Linked DNA regions of Gossypium arboreum: region 1 is linked to region 2. A link is a contact called in public Hi-C data. All regions are on one chromosome and are shown on one strand. The core of a region is the stretch at or near the end of the contact, and the rest is flanking DNA. Distances in the headings are between cores, read along the strand shown. Region 1 holds the start of LOC108474733 (caffeoylshikimate esterase). Region 2 holds the start of LOC108475692 (glycosyltransferase BC10-like).

The links. Hi-C and Micro-C count contacts between places; a contact is called where the count stands out from the background.
Region 1: a Hi-C map of leaf shows a contact between it and region 2, with 3 times the contacts expected there. The contact joins the promoter of LOC108474733 here to the promoter of LOC108475692 in region 2. A contact is called at or near these places in 2 of 5 Hi-C or Micro-C datasets (both in leaf).

What each region holds. Positions count from the first base shown.
Region 1 is chr3:10,738,376-10,741,682 of ASM2569848v2, forward strand. It overlaps LOC108474733 (caffeoylshikimate esterase), which reads left to right and starts at 1,841. Exons shown (of 8, transcript XM_017776743.2): 1 at 1,841-2,272; 2 at 2,412-2,441; 3 at 2,716-2,845; 4 at 2,973-3,119; 5 at 3,247-3,307. The coding sequence starts at 2,003.
Region 2 is chr3:10,547,582-10,550,817 of ASM2569848v2, forward strand. It overlaps LOC108475692 (glycosyltransferase BC10-like), which reads left to right and starts at 1,314. Exons shown (of 2, transcript XM_017777677.2): 1 at 1,314-2,169; 2 at 2,864-3,236. The coding sequence starts at 1,615.

The DNA of each region.
Region 1 (3,307 bases), core at 591-3,090, 190 kb after region 2:
CAACTCTTGTACCGTTTCCACATTGGAATTGAGAGACATTATCACAAATTCTCTAGATTGTTCCCGTCAATCCTCAAGTGATTCCTTTACATCCCCCATGAACTCCTCGAGATTGGTTACTCGTTCCTTTACAGTCGACAACTTGTCCTTCAATAGGATTGGTTTTCTAGCCTACCAATAGGTTTCCTTTGACTCATTTTGATCGAAAACTTCTTTCGACATTTCGACGGTGCCTTCACAACTCAAGCTTAGATACCAATTGTCACGGGGATAGAACTTTAATCTCGCAATCCATATGGCCTTAGGCGATCCTTTCATTTCAAACATGCCTAAGTCAGCCTAATCACCCAACAACTAGGGATTCACAAAGAATTCTTCCAAAGCACCAATTTATATAGCTAAAGAAACACAAATCAAAAGAAGGCTTATGAACAGAATATCCATAAAAAATAATGCACGAGAGGTGTTTGAGTAAACGCTCCCAAAGAATTCTATTACTCTTGAGAATTCAAGATACAATGGATGAATGGATCCAAATGGATGAATTACAAGTGAATGGGAGACTCTCTATTTATAGTTGATCTCCTCAAAACCGACGGTCTAGATCAAGTTATATCGACGAACGAGATTAAGCATATCTCTACAATTAAGGGATTTACAAGATTTACATAATCAAATCTAATCAAATGTTATCAGATATGATTTCCCTCAATCTTCCAAGATTAGTTTCCCTATTTACCAAGGTAAACTTTCTATATTTGCATCATTGGGCCACCTAGGCTTTAAATGAACAGGCTTCTTCAATAGTTTTTTTGAATCGGGCCAACTCTCTTGGGTCAAATAATCCCCCATCTAATCAATAGACCTCCATGGGATGCATATTGTGTGATGGCACGGGTTTTGAACTGCGGCCCATAACATAGTGATATACATGAACTTTAATTTTATGTTATTTTATATATGATATTTTGATTTGATTTAATTTTCACGAATTACTAACATCATTATCGATATAACATGATTTTACATTTACATACTGCATCAATTGGCGGTGGCGAAGCTAGGGAGCTGGCAGGGGCCTCGGCCCCCCTAAAATGAAATTTTTTTCTTTTAGGCCCCTTTATAATTTATAAAATTTTAAATTAGTATTTGTAAAATTACATTTAGGCCCTCCAAAAATGATAAAATTTTGATTTAGTCTTTTAAAAATTATAAAGATATAGACTATTAAAACGATGAAATTGTATTTTTACTATAGTAAAAAATAGAATTTAATTTTGGCCACCCAAAAAATTTTCTAGCTTCGCCCATGCAAATAAGTATACTTATTAAATAAAAATAATTTTAATGTGTTTATTTTTAAAATGCAAGTAATTGGATCAAAATCAAAGTTTTATGTATACATTTAAACTATAATAAAAATTTTATGTATATAACTACACAACATAAATTTTTTTGGTTGCCCAAGGCATCACTTAAGAGAGCCTAATGACTAACTCTTCGCGTTTAGTAGGCCCATCAAGAGGATAGACGCTCAACACAAATTTTAAAGCTACTCTATATCTAAGACGAAGATCAAACCCTCATCCATTGATTAAAATAAAAAAAAACCGTTACTATTTCATCTAACTCCATAGTTAAACAACATAAAAACTTACAAATCAAATTATACCTTAATTAAAAATTAAAGTATAGTTTTGATATTGATTCGTATAACTCATTGCGGTACCGGCCACTATGGTTCAGTGGATTGAAGTCACTCTTTTGGTGAGATTTAAATCAGTACTTTTCAAAGGGACTTTTGAGTATATATGTACAAAAGAAATGGAGCACGTGGACCACGAGCAATAGTTTATAGTGGGCAGCAAATGTAACATGCAATTGGCTTGGCTTTGCCCTGCTTTTCCGTCCAAATTACTACCATATAATAGTAGGGTAGTTCCAGTTTCTAGTTGACCATTTGGCGGCATTTAGAGTTGCCTGTTCCACGAAGCCACAACCCATGGATCTCTCTTTAACTTTCAGATCTCCATCACCTTTTCTTCTACCCAATTCCAAACCATCAACCCTCTCCATTCCCCTCATTTCTCTCAAACCATCGCCTCATCGCCTCACGGTGGCAGCGGCTGCAGGGAAGATGAAGATGATTGAGGGAGTCAGTGATGAATTGAACTCCATTGCTTCACAGAATCTTGACTACGCTGCTGCTCGTAGAAGAGTTCGATCTGCTTTCATCCCTGTCCACCAGCAGCTTGATCATTTATTGTTCAAGGTTTGTTTCACTTGCCCACTGATTGCGGCTAATTTAGCACTTTCATCTTTTAAATATTTTAATTTTAGCTTTTCATATACTGTCTAATGTTTGTTTTCTTATCTTTTTCTTGCGGAAAATTATGGGATTTTGCTTGTAGATGGCTCCTACTGGTGTAAGAACAGAGGAGGTAAGCGTTTATTTGATTTTTGTCTTTTGATTGCTCTGAAACTGAAGAAAAGAAAAGTAGCTCAACGTACTAGAATAAGTTACTTTGTAACTGAAACGAAGGTATAAAGTTTACAAACTTTAACTTCTGGACAAATTAGAAAAAAAAAACCTGTTTTGCCGATTATATATATGTTTAGGGAGTGGTAAGCGAGTAAATTAATCACAAATTTTCCAAACAGAAGTGTAAATTTCAATCATTTGAACTTAACAACATTGTTTTGACGTTTTTGTAGTGGATCGAAAGAAACTCAAAGGGATTGGAGATTTTCTTTAGACGATGGATGCCTGAACCCGGGGTTAAAATTAAGGGTGTCGTATGCTTTTCCCATGGATATGGTGATACTTGCACTTTCTTCTTTGAAGGTCAGCTAATCGTATCTTACAGTAATTTGAGTTGCTCCATGTTTCATGGTTTCATATTGTACTTTATTTCTGTAGTTGAACCATGTCCAAGGACTTTATTTGATTCATGGAGAATTTGGGATTACAGGCATTGCTAGGTTCATTGCAGCATCTGGATATGGTGTTTATGCTATTGATCATCCAGGATTCGGTCTTTCTGAAGGATTGCATGGTTACATCTATAGCTTTGATGAATTGGCTGACAATGTCATTGAACAATATGCAAAAATTAAAGGTATGGAATTTGTAGTGTTGGTATTGCCTTGTTTCTTAATAAGTTGTTGTACATTTTTTGCACTTTTACATTGGAATAGTTAGTTCCAGAATCTGTTCTCATTTTGCTTAATATTATTGATCTTCAGAAAGACCTGAAGTGAGAGGATTGCCCTGCTTCATATTGGGACAGTCCATGGGTGGAGCTGT
Region 2 (3,236 bases), core at 64-2,563:
GGACAGCTAATAATACAACACATTTCATCCCTTTTTTTTCATTATTTTTTCACTAGTTGGTATGGAACTCATATCTTAATCACATCACATCCTTTTTTTAACCCATACATATTAATTATATATTATTCTTTCTTTTTCTTTCAGTTTCTCTTATATTTGTTTCCTTTTCCGTCTATTTTCTAAAAATAAATAAATAAAAATATTGAATTTTTCATAACTTAATAAAATGGGTTTTGTTGGAAGAAGAGTCCTTGCAAGTTACATGAGAGTGGGAGGTCACTTTCTTTAGGCAAAAGTTATTAAAACATGACAATTGTCACAACTAATTAATTGCTCCAAATATCGCTGATTATGTGGGTACATTAACATCATGATCTTCTCCATTCACCCACGTGATTGAGTGATCGGAATGTTTGATTTGTCACAAATACTTAGCCCTCAAAAACCCCATCCCATGCATCTTCCAAGAACCTGTGTGATAATACGTAAAGACCAACTCTTGAATTTCCAGCCACTAAGTTCTCACATCCTAAACATGACTTTTTCCCAGTTATTAGTTTGAAAGAAAAATAATAATTAGAAATCGATTAAATCAATTTTAAAATATATATTTTTAATTTTTATGAATTTTTTATTTTTATCTATTAAATTACTTATTTAATTTTTTAATAATTTTATTATAGATTATAATCATATCTTTTTTAAACATGATATTTAGAATTATTAATAGTCACTCCTCAATCTTTCAATAGGAATATAATACGCTTCAATGTACTCAAATTTATGTTATCTTACATTGAAAACCGATACCGGTGAATAATGTATTAAATTTTAAACCTGGTGCAAAAGACAATGTAGCCATCGGGTTGGTCAAAGTCCAACACGCAAACCACTTTACTTGGTTGGAATTTGGAAATAGAGAAAATTCATTGATTGGCGGCGAAACATGGAAGAGTTTGGTATCTTGTTTTTGAAAGCACTTAGCCTTTTCAAATACTCGCTTCTGCATCATTAAACAGCATGTTCTGTAGCACGTAGAAAACGCTCTCTTCCCTAATTTCCTTATTAATAAGCATCAACGTAACTTAAACCCAAAATAAAGGTTCCCCCTTAAAGTTGGATTTATTAACTAATTAATTAAATAAATGGCAGTTTTGACTTTCTATTCTCTATGTGACCTTCCCATCGCTTTTTCCAGTGGTCTAGAAAGCCAGCCACCTCCTCACAATACATTCATTCATAAATTCCACTCAGCTGACTCACACGTTTCTCCATTCGTTTTGCCTCTTTCTCTTTCTAGAATTTTCATCACTTCTTCGTTTTATCGATCATCATCTGTTTTATTACAAAAGCTTTCCATTGGGTTAGTTCTTTAATAGCTAAAAAGTTATAATCTGCAAGTCCAGCTTGCTGTGTGGAATTTAGATTTCTCCCAAGTGTCTTGTTTGTTCTTTTCTTTTTGTCCATCTGCATTGGCATCTCTTGTCCTCAAAGAAAAGAACTGTCAGAAAAGAAAAATCCCTTTTCTTCTCTGCAAGGCTTTGTTTTGAGTTTCCATATATATATATATATATATATACAAAACTCTCGGACTAAACTCCCTTTTTGGCAAATATGAAGGGTGAAAACAGCAATCAATCCATCTCTTATTGGAAGCTCTTTAATGCACAAATGCATTTCTTCAATGTCCTCTCTTATTTTTTACTATTTGGGTGCGGCCTCTCTCTTGGAGTCATACTCAGTTTTCATCTCAAAAACTATTCTCTTGCTTTACATATCACACAGTTACCTTTGAGTACAAGATCAGCGTCAACATTGGCTCAGCCGCCGCCCTCCCAACCATTTAATCCGGTTTCTGGAACCTCTCATGGTGACCGCATTGGATTAACAGAATTTCTCGAGCCACCACATGTGATGCATGACATGGATGATAAAGAGCTACTATGGAGGGCTTCTTTGGCTCCTCGAATCCCACAATATCCATTCCATCGAGTTCCAAAAGTTGCTTTCTTGTTCTTGACAAAAGGGCCTGTTCCATTAGCTCCTTTGTGGGAGAAATTCTTCAAAGGGCATCCAGGGCTGTATTCCATCTATGTCCACTCCGATCCATCTTTCAACTTAACAGAGCCTGAAGGCTCAGTGTTCCATGGCAGAAGAATTCCCAGCAAGGTTAGATTTTAATTTTCCATTTCCTTTTTTTTTCATATATGTCAGCATATATTATATTCACTCTCGTCTGATAATAAATCCTGCCATTAAACAACATTGTAGATAATGGTAAAAAGGTATTTATTGTGAACATGGAAATTCAATGCGTACGCTATTTTTAGGAAGCATCTGTTTTTTGTTGTTCTTCGATTAATATTATACATGTACAAAAACACACTTTTGGGCTAATAAAACAAATATAAAATTCATTTAGGCCGGCAATGAATTCTTAAGAATTCACCATTGGCTCCAGATTTTGGCTCTATTGAAGTTGCCATTCTTTTTCGATATTTACAGTCACTTTATTTGCTTTCCCTTATTTTTGACCCTTTTTTGGATCCAAAAGGCTTTAAACTGTGTTGCCTTGAATTTCCATTAATCAAACAACTTTTTCTTAATTTAGTAGTGGAACCCATTTGTACTTACAACGAAAAGATAAGAATGATCCATGCCCTAAATTTGATGACAATAAATCATTAAAGCACCATGTGCATACTTTATAAACACAACAGTGAAAGGTAGGCATATGTAAGATGCCCTATATTAAAAGCATTACAGCACAGCCAACCGGGTCCTACATGTTACTGTTAATTTGTGATTTTATCAATGACGTGAAGCTTATTTTTATTTTGGCATTACCTGATGATGCATGCAGGAAGTTGAATGGGGGAATGTGAACATGATCGAAGCCGAGCGCCGGCTTCTAGCCAATGCACTGATGGATTACTCTAACCAAAGATTTGTTCTTCTATCCGAAGCATGTATTCCACTCTTTAACTTCTCCACTGTCTACTCTTACCTCATCAACTCCACTCAGAGTTTCGTAGAGTCATACGATTTACCGGGCCCCGTCGGCCGAGGCCGATACAGTCGGAGAATGAGACCTCAGGTCACAATTCAACAATGGAGGAAAGGAGCTCAATGGTTCGAGATGGACCGTGACCTCGCCATTGAAGTTGTTTCAGACCAAATATATTTCCCAGTGTTCCAAAAGTATTGCAAGGGCGCTTGCTATGCTGATGAACATT